Linked DNA regions of Mus musculus: region 1 is linked to region 2. The links are chromatin contacts, called in public HiChIP or PLAC-seq maps. All regions are on one chromosome and are shown on one strand. Each heading gives the region's core, a stretch centred on a gene start, on an enhancer-like site or on the middle of the called end of the contact. The rest is flanking DNA. Distances are from core to core; before and after follow the strand shown.

Region 1 (5,761 bases), core at 2,972-5,471, 57 kb before region 2:
TTTAAGAGTTTTTTTGTTTGTTGAGACAGGGTTTCTCTGTATAGTCCTGGCTGTCCTGGAACTTGCTCTGCAGACCAGGCCAGCCTTGAACTCAAGATCCACCTGCCTCTTCCTCCTGAATGCTGGGATTGAAGGTGTGAACTCAGAAATCCGCCTGCCTCTGCCTCCCGAGTGCTGGGATTAAAGGCGTGCGCCACCACGCCCGGCTTCCTAGCTAAGTTTTAACTTTAATGAAGTCAGATTTATAAATCTTTTCCTTTAAAAAAAAAAAAGTTTTGGTTTTTTTTTTGTTGTTGTTGTTGTTTTGCTTTTTTGAGATGGGTCTCACTATATAACTTTGATTGGCCTACAATTGCTAAGCAGACCCAGGTTGGCCTAGAATCCACAGAGACCCGCCTACCTCTGCTTCTCTAGTGCTGGGATTAGATGTGTACGCCACCACAATTAGGCCTCCCCCGCCTCCACACCCCTAGCATTAGGATAGAAACATGGGGCTATACAAGACAGGAGAAACACAGACTACAGAAGTCTGGAATACAAGAGTAAGTAGCACACAAGGTGGAATTATCTTGTACTTTTTTAGTTATCAAAATGGTAATAAAGGACTGGGAAGTTGGCTCAGTTAAGAACACTGATTGCCCATCTAGAGGACCTGAGTTCCATCCCCAACACCAACATGGAATTAATGATTCCCTAGAACAGGGTATTCCTAGTTCTGTAGGGACCCCTCCTCCCATAGAGCAGCAGTCCTCCTCCTCTTTGTAAGAAGTACAAAGTAGAGTCAATAAAGCACTCACCTGCCGGCCCACGCGATCAGGAGGGGGCCACAGAGCATCATCTTCTTTGGTGATTTCACTGTCATCAATAATTCTCTTTAACTCTTCCATCACACTTTTATGCACATAAGCCTGCAATCAAGTTTAAAATGTATGAGCCTAAAGGGGCCATTCTCCTTCAAACCACCGCACCCCAACAACATCCAACTCAGAAAGTAATAGTGAGAAGAGTGAGAGGCACAGCCTTTAGTAAAGATCAGGGCTCAAGGGCAGAGGAGGCAAGGGAATTATCTGGTCCCCTTTCGCCCCTTTGTCATGTGAAGAACAAAGTTTGTTTTGGGAGGCTACAGCAATAAGACACCATATAGAACAGATGGGGTCCTCACCACACAACCAACCTGACAGGGCCTTGGAATTCACTGAGAGGTGAATCTATTCTTTGTACCCAGTCTCAGGCATTTTAATATAGCAGTGCAAATGGACAGAGATACACCTTTACTCTATGGCTTGGACATGATTTCAGTGTGGCCTTCCCAACTCCATTTATGTGACTAAAGGTTTGGTCCTCAGGGTGGTACTATGGGAAATGGTATAGACCTTGAAGAGGTGGGAATTAATGGTGGGTTCTTAGATCATTGCAGCATATCAGCAGAGGAATTGTGGGCCTCCAATGTCTGTGTGTTTCTCTCCTGGTGAGAGAGGTCACTGCGTGGCCACACACCCATTCTCACTACTGCAGCGGTGTTTGGATTTTGAACCTCTGGAGTGATGAGCTAAATAATCTCTTCTTTATTTTTGAGAATTTCACTGAGCCTCACTGGCTTCAAACTTGCTATGAACTAATTATTTCTTTTAAAAAGGCTTTTTCAGGCAGAGTTTCTCTGTACAGACCTGGAACTTGCTCTGTATATCAGGCTGTCGTCAAACTCAGAGATTCGTCTCATTCTGCCTCCCGAGTGATAAAAGTCTTATACCATCACCACCACCATTACTGAGTCCAACTTGAATTTCTAATCCCCATGCCTTCAACTACAAAGTCATGGAATTGCAGGTCTGTATCATTCCTGACAATAATCCGGCAATAGCCTCTGTCAGATATATTGTTATAGTGGTAACAGACAACTGATACACCCTGCTGCTTACAGACAAGGTTTCATGCCTCGCAGCCTGGCCTTGGTGATCTTAAACTTCTGAGCTTCTTGCTTTCACCTCCCCAGTGCTGACATATAAACATGGCTACCATGATCAGTTTCTGTGATGCTAAGGATGAAGCCCAGGGCCTCATGAAGACAAGCACTCTACCAACTGCTTCTGAGGAGCACTAGGTCATGCAAACAAACAACCCAAACCAAACAAAGAGAAAAAGATATGATGCTGATTCGGCATAAAATTAACTGCTAAATTGTATGAAGACATACTGTCATATCCTTAATGATATAGTAGAAATCCCAGCAGAATGGAACACATGACCTTTACTGAGATTCAGATATGCCCAAATGCCTATCATTATCTCTTACAAGCAAGAGTAACTATCCTCAGATTTAATATCTAGGCCATGATTTTCCTGATTGAAAGTATGGCAGAATACTTTGTCACATGGGCTTTTTATAATCAGGATTAAACAACATATTGTTTGAACGAGGTTATTCACACTCTGAACCTAGATGGGTTTCCACAGTAAAAGGAGGCAAAATGATTTGCTCATCTATGAGTACGCTGCCACCCCCATCCCCCGCCTTCTTCCACTCCCCAGTGTGTGGATCAGGAGGGGGCTCTGAGGTGGGAGAGTAGTAGTAAATGTCTATGGTTTAGCTCTAAAGAGCGTAATTCGAGGTTGAGACTTTCCCCTGATCCGTTTCCTCTTCAGAAGCAAAGTCAATGCTGTCTTCATAGTCTATGTACTAGGGACTAATATATTTAATTCTATGATAACATTTGGGAGTCACAGGTAGGTTTTCTTATCCTTTGTTTTACAGATGAAAACACAGAGACCAAGTTCAGCCAGAGAACTTGTTTTGAGGTCACATGGTCAGTATGGGGCACACCGAGGGTACAAACCAAGACACACAGATTTCAAACACTTACTAGCTTTTGATTCAGCACTGGGGGGGGGGGGGGAGTGAATCAGAGAAATAATCTAGCTGCTTAGAAATAAGTGCTCGCTTCCTACACTTCATCTTTCATTACCAGAGAGAACATAAGCAATGGGAAACCAAAGGCTAAGTCGTAGTGAAGGAAAGGTCTGTACCTCTTTCCTGATCATGACGTCATTTTTGTAATTGCTGTTGTTGGCGTATCGCAATTTACCTTCGGAAGAAAAAAGAAAAAAAAAAAAGAATGCAACGTATTAGAAAACATGAACAAAGCACCATTACCCTCCAAAGAATATGAGCTTTGCCTAAATTATATCGAATGTTTCAACCCATTTCCCAGCTGTGATAGTAGTGTTTTTGGTACTTCACTTGAAACTACTGAACAACAGAAGAAGGACCTGACAGTAAACTAGAGTCCCGGGAAAAGGCTGCCATGATGTAGCAAAAGAACACGTTCTCAGCTGTAAACAGGAATTTTAATGCTATCTTAGCTGCACAGAGAAGAACATGCTGATGTTCAACTGGGTTGGGAAAGGACTTTGAAAACTAAGGAAGCTGTATGCAAGCAAGCACTACAAACACCTGTATAGCGAGGCTCTTGACTAACATCACCCCCTACTACTGTCTCTCAGTCACCCCAGTGACCACCTGGATATGTCTGGCTCTTTGAGGTCCTATGACACTTGCTACTCCTGTAGATGCTTTTCTTCCTGTACTTCAAAAATTGATCCCTTTTCAATTACGGCTTAATTCAAATTCACACTCCTCAGACTGCTCTTTAAAAGCGACCTTACTTTTTGATCACTCCACACTACAAGAGATCGCTGTGGTTTCTTCCGGCTCTGAAACACATGTTCCACGAGAGGGGAAAATTTATTTTTGTTGCTCTGTCCCCAGACTGGAAAACAAACAGCCCATTCTCAGATGGACATTAAATCTTTGTTGAATGTAAGCAACCTGGCTTTTTAAAAAGCTACGAAGGAGAATCGCCAGCGGATGAAGAGAAAGAACCAATGAAGCCGACAAAAGAATGCCTCTTTCACGACCCAACAGCACGGTGGTCGGCGTCCCTTGCTTCGCTTCGCCACATTCCGCAGCCCGCCTTCTCTCCGCCCTCCCCGGGGCCGGTCCCACTGCCCGCAGCCGGGAGGCCGCTCTTACCGTCAGGTCGGAATTCAAACTCCAGGAACTCATGACCGAACTTGCCTTTGTGGCCCACGTAGTAACGCAGGTAAAAGTCACTCTCCATGCCTCGCAAGGGACAAGGAGGACGGAACTTTAGGAACGGATGACACTACCACGGCCTGCGGTCTACGTCTTATACTGGCGTAATGGTGGCGCGCGGAAATGACGTCTGCCACCGCGACACTAAGAGTTTCTCACTCTCCGGAGGCGGGAACGAGATTACCACGCCCCCTCCCCTAGACGCTGGGTCAAGATCGCCACGCCCCCTTGGTTGTATATCGAGAGTTCTGGAAGATCTTGGGATCCGAGAACTGCATCTGGGTTTCAGCCCAACACTGAGCGCTAGAGTCCTGTCAGGCGCAACCTCAATTTAAAGAGACAAGTGAGTCGAACGAGGTTATTCACACTCTGAACCTAGATGGGTTTCCACAGTAAAAGGAGGCAAAATGATTTGCTCATCTATGAGTACGCTGCCACCCCCATCCCCCGCCTTCTTCCACTCCCCAGTGTGTAGATCAGGAGGTGGCTCTGAGGCGGGAGATTAGTAGTAAATGTCTAAAGAGCGTAATGAGAGTTTGAGACCAGTGGCTGCATACTAAGACCCTGTCCCGAAAAATAAAGTTGGCTTTACTTAGCTGTCTTTTAAGAATGACTCCTTTCCCATTCCACAATGTTGCCTGAAACTTGCCTGCATTTAGCTAACATCCCTTTCTGCTATTTCTTTATTTTACGTGTAGGCAGAGTACTGCTACCTGATCCAGACTGACCTGAAACCACAAACCCTCCTACCTCATCCTCACGAGGGTCACCACTCATGAACGAGTTGCCTTTCATTCTTCCCTTTCAAGCTAACATGTCTAGATAGGTGTTGTGGGTCGGTTAAATGAATGTTGGATCCCTACTAGGCTTTTTTGTCTTGTTTTGTTTTGTTTTTCGAGACAGGGTTTCTCTGTGTAGCCCCGGCTGTCCTGGAACTGACTCTGTAGACCAGGCTGGCCTCAAACTCAGAAATCCACCTGCCTCTGCCAAGTGCTGGGATTAAAGGTGTGCGCCACCACCGCCCGGCTCCTACTGGTCATCTTATTTAGCAGCGATTCTCAGCCCTAGCCACATGCTGACAGAATCCAGTTTCACTGAAGCCTCTAAAAAAATACCCAGGTGAGAACTGGGCATGGTGGCCAATGCCTTTGATCCCAGCACTTCAGAGGCAGAGTGGAGTAGACCTCTGTGAGTTTAAGCCTAGACTGCTCTTTGCATAGTGAGTTCCAGGCCAGTCAGGACTACCAAGTAAGATACACACACACAAACTGAAACAAAAACGAGGTGGGTCAAATGTGGAGACCACTACCCAAGAGGTTCATTTTCAAGAGCCAAAGTTGACCTCTGTGAAAGGTCAAATTTCTGGTGCGGGAATTTTAAGGTCAAGTAGGTGAAATACGGTAAATTCTAGTCATAGAAGATTGACACACGACAGGTGTGGTGGCACATGCCTTTAATCCCAGCACTCAGGAGGCAGAGGCAGGCGGATTTCTGAGTTCGAGGGCAACCTGGTCTACCGAGTGAGATCCAGGACAGCCAGAGAAACCCTGTCTCAAAAAAAAAGAATTGACACACATCGTTACCAGAGATGTCGTCTCACCACTCTCTGCCCTGCCACTGGTTTGTTTCTTGTTCTCTGAGACAGGGTCTGGCTGTGTAGCCCTGGCT
Region 2 (6,246 bases), core at 1,243-3,742:
CTACAGGTGAAAGTGAAGGGGACAGATGGGGAGTTCTCCAGCTGTGGGCCAGCATGTCCAACTTCCAGAAGGGAGGGCAAGTGTCTGTTAGGGTGGCAAGGTCAGCTGAGTCCAGGGTTCAGGTAGATGCCCAAGGGATGGAGCGATGGGCCCTGAATGCAGGGACAACTGAGGAGCTTGGCTCAGAGGTGGGGACCAAAGGGGACACAGAGATGAGGGGGAAAAGTCAGCTGAGCTCAAAGGAACACATCAAGGCAGACGTTCCTACCCAGTCTGTACTAAGCTGAGGTAACAAGGACCTCCCCAGAGCAAAGTCCGTAATCAAGAATGGGACAAGACAAGGGTCTTAATTAGAGGCAAGGGGGTAGGCTGGGCATAGGGGCATGCATCCTTCATCACAGCCCTTAGGAGTCAGAGGTGGGTGGATTTCAAGGCCAGCCAGAGATAGTAAAACTGCCCCATCCCCTCACCCCAAAGATGCAAAGGTGGAAGAGGACACTCACTTGCCCTCTCTGGCCAGCTTTAGGGCATGGACACCGAGCCAGGGAGGGAGGGCTGCCTAAAGAGGAAGCCTTTAGTTGGACCTCAGAGAAAGGGGTGGTGATAGAGCGTGAGTGCTCTCTCGTGCTCTCTCGTGCTCCCCCCCTTTCTTGCTCTCTCTCTCACCCAAATCTCTTGTGTTTAGTGAGACTCCAGCCACAGCTGTGCAGCCTTGGTGACACAGACAAGGTCCCAGGAGGAAGCTGTACCATGATGGATGAATTCATCTCTCAGTCCCTCGGTTTCCTGACCTAGAACACAGGGCTAACATTTTGGGGCGAAGCGACTTTGAGGCACCATCAATGCCTTCCTTCTGGGACTCCAGGGAGGGCTGGGCAGCCTTCCTTCTGGAATGGCTGAGGGCTCAGATGGACAGGAGACATGTGTGGCTCAGGTCCCATGAAGTGCTAGACAGAGACCAGGCCACGCAGGGCACGACAGGCAGGCAGGACAAACCTGGAACTTGGGCCTTGGAGGCAACCTGGCTCAGTCCTCAACTTTATGAACGGAGAGACGATGCCAGAGAAGCTGGGGCCAACCTGAGGTGACATTTCTAAGGTAAGCTTAGCAAAGCAATTCCTCCCTCACAGGACCCAACACGACAGAACTAAGAGCAGCTGAAGAGATCAGGCAAGAGCACTGGGAGGTGGCTCGGCTGATAAAGCGCCTGCTGCGTAAGCAGAACGGCCTGATTCTGCTCCCCTAGAACACATATTAAAAAAACAAGCCACGTATAACCCTAGGAGGGTAAGGGAAGACAATAGAACCCAAGAGCTTACTGGCCAGCCAGCCTAGCCAAATGTATTTAACATTCAATGATAGACCCTGTGTAAGCACAGTATGCATGTATGTATGTATGTATGTATGTATGTATGTATCTATAATCCATCCATTTATCCATCCATCCATCTATCTTTCTATCTATCTCAGAATCAAAAAGGAGCCACAGAACCACAGATTCAACTCTCCATGTTCCAAAATAAACATTTTAGAGTCTCAAAACCCCAAGCTAGACTGCTCAGGCCCTCTGGGTCAGAACGTGGGACACTCGGCCATCAAAGACTCTCACAAGCAAGCTGCAGAAGCCCAGAAACTCTCGTCATGGGATCTAACCCAGGTGCCAGGAGCAGTAGGCATGGCCACCCCTCCCCCACCGCAGGCCCAGGAATCCCGTTCCCACCGCTGACATATGGCCAGTCTGCGCAGGCAAGAGGCTGAAAGCTGTCCCTTCTGAACAGGGAGGGAAGTAAGTTCTCAACGGGAGACCCCCGCTTTGTACAAATGGATTCTTCACCCTCCTTGTTCTTTGGCTCTGGTCAGAAAGATTCCCAGGGCAGTGGCAAGAAGCCAAGCGCTGCCACGAAATGACTTTAACCAGCAGACAGGCTGGTAATAGGTTTCGGTGGGAAAAAGGCAGGAGCGGGGTGATTCATTCCAACTTGCTATGTGATAAAGAAAATTAAGGCATAATACTGCGGAGGCAGTGCCCCTGTTAACCTGTGCGGAATACCAATTACTCCAAGCTTCTCAAAATCGCTAGAAATAAAAAGAAAACCCCAGAAGAGTGTGATTGTGGCCCAAGGCTCATCTGGATTAGGGCTGTTTGTTTGCCCTGGCACCCTAATGATGAGAGGGAGGGAAAATTCCCCGTTACCTTGGAGACAGCGATGCCAAAGCGGGGGTGGGAGAGGAGAGGCAAGCCCACGTGCAGCCACTGATCTGCTTGGCAAGTGCTTAGGGTAGAGGGATCCCCAGGTTCACTCAGGGAGGGCTGGGTGCAGAGGCTGCTAGGCCTCCCCTTGTCCTTCCCTCTACGGCACCTTCAGTGCTAGGTGTAGCATACGGGAGGGGCTGCAGAGAGAACATCTGGTGTATTGCATGGATGCATCACCTGTCAATTTAAAAACCTATGGCCTATAGGAAAGGGTAGAAGAGAAGGTGGGACATCCGGGAGGCAGAAAGAATTCTGGGATAGAGCCAGGCACGGGAAGATTCACAGGGGAAGATGTGACGAGGGGGACACTTGGTGCCTGAGCCCAGGTAAGCAGCCATGTGGCAGAATGGATTATTACAGTTATGATCTAGTCAGAGAAGAGCCTAGCTATATGGCCAATTTATACTTTGAGTCTGGATCTTATTTCTGAGAGCACGGGGCTGGGAGGAAGAACCAGACCTAACTCACACAAGGACCAGTTTCACTCATCCTACTCGTAGGAGAGTCTCAGGTCTGTACTGCTGGAAGCCAAGAGAATCAGGAGCAGAAGGGGGGTGCTTACTGTGTGCCAGGCACCTGCCAGGTACTGGTGAACTCTGAAGTTAGGGAAGACTTCTGGGGGAGGGGGAGGGGGGAGGGGAAGCGGCGGGGGCAGCCTCCCTGCTCACAGGCCTCTGGACCACATCTCACAACTCTCGCTCCTTATACAAGCTAAAGATACCAACTGCCTTGAGCCAGCCTGCTCCCCAGTAAACCACCCCTCTATGGCTTGCATGGAGGTGAAGCCACCTATCATGCAATCATTGCTTGCACTACAGAACAAATTCACTCCCCTCCAAGTAGCCAGTTCCTCTGGGCATGGACGTTTGGGAGAGTCTCGTCTACTGCCTGCTGTGGTCTTCCTCCTGCCAGGAGCAGGTTAGAGGTCCCAGAGCTTAAATCCTGCCTCTGCCCCTATGTGACCTCATGCAGGCTACTTGCCTGGTATATATAATGTACTCTTAGATGAGGAATGTGAGACTTGGCCCTGACCATGGAGTGATGGCCACCACACTGCTCCTTAAGGTATACAAAGCCTATTACATATAGATCCTCGCTTGACTTGGTGCTGAGAAATGAACCTAAGGCCTCACGCATGCTCTAAAACTGAACGACACTATCTATCTATCATCTATCCATTTATTTTGGAGACAGGGTAGTAGATCACTCTGTCGCTCAGGCTGGCCTTAAGCTCACTGTGTAGCCAAGGACGGTCATGAACTTCTGACCCTCCTCCTACTTTTGCTATCATGCCTGATATCATGCAGTGCTAGGGATTGAACCCTGGGCCTCGCGCATGCTAGGTTAGCACTCTTCTAACGAGCAACCTGTCCAGTCATTACTTAGTTCTTACAGCTCTCCTGAAGTTCAGAGAGGGACAAGATGGCCTACATCACACAACGAATGAGTAGACCTACTAGGTCCAGTGCTCTCCAGCAGCTCAGGGTACTTCCTCTAAGGAAGGGGCTACAGTGGGAATTCAGAGCTTGATCCTGGTCAGTCCTGTGAAATAAAGAGGAGTACTCTTTCAAGAGCCTCTCTGAGCCACCGTGAAACTCTAACAGCATAAAAGATGCCTAAGGCATAAATTACCGGACAGGGCAATAGCCTGGGGGAACAGATAAAACCACTACAGGGAGTCCAGAGACTGGGCTCCAGTCCTGTCCCTCCATCCTGGCTCTGTGCTTGGATCGGCCTGGGTTTCCCCATCTGTCAAACACAGCACAAGGATTCCTGCCTCCTTCCCAATGCCAGTGCATACCTGCCAAACCTAGCTCCATCTTGCCTTCTGCCCAGACAGTCTGTGATCACTACCTCTGCCAGGAAGGCTCAAGAGGCCGCTGGGCACACAGCCCAGCCTGTCTCATGTTGCTCTCCAGCCAGGCCTGGACCTAGACCACACACAGGGAAGTATGTTGAAATAGACATGGAGGTCCTCGGGCATGGCAGTGCACACACATGCAGATGAGCATGCATGCGCAGAGATACACTCAGCCGCTTATACTCGCATGTGTGCCCCACACACACCAAGCCACACTGTGTACACACTGCAGCACACGGGCTGCATACCCACACACGCACAGGTGGCTTCCTGTGATGCTCACACACTACAGACAAATATGCAGAGATTTGCCTGCCTCTCCTGTGACAGCCAGATGGTGGGATTCTCCCATTGGGCTACCATTTAATGCTCTAATTAATTAAAAAAAAATCCTAGGCACCCAAGACCTGGATTTGTTCCAAATGTCTCAGGCATGGCCCAGCCATAGGCCAAGGGAGGCAGCAGGACTTAGGGTGAGGGGATGCACCTAACAGGGGCCCCACCCCTTACCTTGCCAAGAAGCAGGCAAGGGCCATCTGCTGCTACAACTCAAGCTGAGGAAAGATTACACTGTAACATTCCTGGATCTTCACCTGATGGGGGGGAGGGGGCTCTGTTTCTGCTGCGGGGGGGGGGGGGGGGGGCGCAGCAGAGGTCCCTTAGATTGCACAGCAACTTGAAATGTGTTCACCAACACCGAGGTGGACTGCAGGCTTAGAGGCAGATCCAAGGCTGTCTTTGCTGAGTCCTACTGCGCATAGAGCCTGCGTGCCTCCGTGGGAGGACTCTGAAGGGGATGTGTCTGTGCATGGCAGTCTGCTGTGAGCCAGGGGTGAGGCAGAGCTGAGGCACTGAGCAGAGGGGCTGCCAAGCTCCGTGCCCTGGGCTCCTGCACTCCAGTGAGGCAGTCAGCTGGAAGCAGTCAGGTGACCTGAATCTTCCAGGGAGCCGACTCCTCACCCTCCACACTCACGTGCACGTGTGCACACACACCACCACCACCACTGCACAGGCCATGAGGATGGAGGAGGGTACGGGTGAGTGGGGAAGAGCATCGTTCACCCTACAAACCTTTCCCAACGCGGCCTTTGCTTCTGAGACTTTGGGAAACACGTAGTAAATTTACCGCCTCACTTATGAGTAATCTGCTGTCAGGAACTCTGCGTAAGTGCAGGGCTGAATAACAAGGCTTAATTAACATGAATGTTGTGACAGATCTCAACCTGAGTGGGGAAACCCCTAGATCCTGTACCCAAGCCCCTGCTAGCTCTCGCCTCTCTCCTGCTCATGTGGGAGGTGAGAGGCTCCCCAGGGGCCTCAGGGATACTGATAGGCAAAATGAAGACTGTCTCTAACACAGGATTAGGGAGGAGATTGGGGTCTTGAAGGCAGAGAGAGAGGCAAAGAGAGAGAGAGAGAGAGAAGTCCAGGATGTCAGACACCTTGAGTATCCATTTCCAACAGTGCTGTCACACAGCCCTGAGAGCCAGACGCCAGGCCCCCAATCCTCTGTCCTTTCATATGCCCTATGACCTTAGGTGAGTTTCCCCACCTTTGGGTGCCGCATAGAGTAAGGCCACTAAGTAGCCCCTGTCCACTGTGCCCATCAGTTCTCAGTCCTCTGAGGAAGTGACCACTATGGCCCTGCGCAGACAGGACACCCTGACCCTAAGGGGGAAGCTGACCCAGTCAACTCCCATGCTATGTGACTGACTATGGTACAGTGGGTCACAGTATGGCAGAGTGAAGCGCCGGGGCCATCCATAACACTCACTGAAAAGAACACCTCCAAGAATCCAAAGAGCCACAGTTTTGGGGGGAAAGGTTAGGCCCTGGGGCTGTCTTGGGTTGTGTCTAGACCTAGCAACAGTGTTTGTGGAATGACTTGGTAAAAGACATGGAAGGAAGAAGGGTTAGTGGGCATTCCACTAGGGCAGCCCCGGAGCCTGTTTCTCAGCCACTGAGGCTGAACCAAGCTGCCGCAGCGGTACCCAGAGTACTCAGCCAGTGTCAGTCAGGCTGTGGGGAGCAGACAACAGTGCCTGCAAGTCCAGGAACAAGCATGTCCCTCACTCAGGATGCACACTATCTTCCACTCCCCTCAGCTGTCCAGCTGAGCTGGCTCGAGGCA

The links. HiChIP or PLAC-seq counts read pairs in DNA pulled down with a chosen protein or histone mark.
Region 1: a contact with region 2 is called in an H3K27ac HiChIP or PLAC-seq map of embryonic stem cells, with 8 read pairs. The contact joins the promoter of Magoh here to the promoter of Lrp8os2 in region 2. A contact is called at or near these places in 6 of 39 promoter capture datasets (HPC-7-derived erythroid cells, embryonic stem cells, frontonasal cranial neural crest and 3 more), 2 of 115 datasets of contacts at active chromatin or transcription factors (both in embryonic stem cells) and 3 of 9 other capture datasets (adipose tissue, embryonic stem cells and pancreatic islet).

The regions. Positions count from the first base shown.
Region 1 is chr4:107,878,215-107,883,975 of GRCm38.p6, reverse strand. It overlaps Magoh (mago homolog, exon junction complex core component), which reads right to left and starts at 4,221. Exons shown (of 5, transcript NM_001282737.1): 1 at 4,031-4,221; 2 at 3,025-3,083; 3 at 798-908. The coding sequence starts at 4,118.
Region 2 is chr4:107,819,268-107,825,513 of GRCm38.p6, reverse strand. It overlaps Lrp8os2 (low density lipoprotein receptor-related protein 8, apolipoprotein e receptor, opposite strand 2), which reads left to right and starts at 2,492. Exons shown (of 2, transcript NR_151515.1): 1 at 2,492-2,580. The region is part of intron 2 of Lrp8 (low density lipoprotein receptor-related protein 8, apolipoprotein e receptor); the gene reads right to left.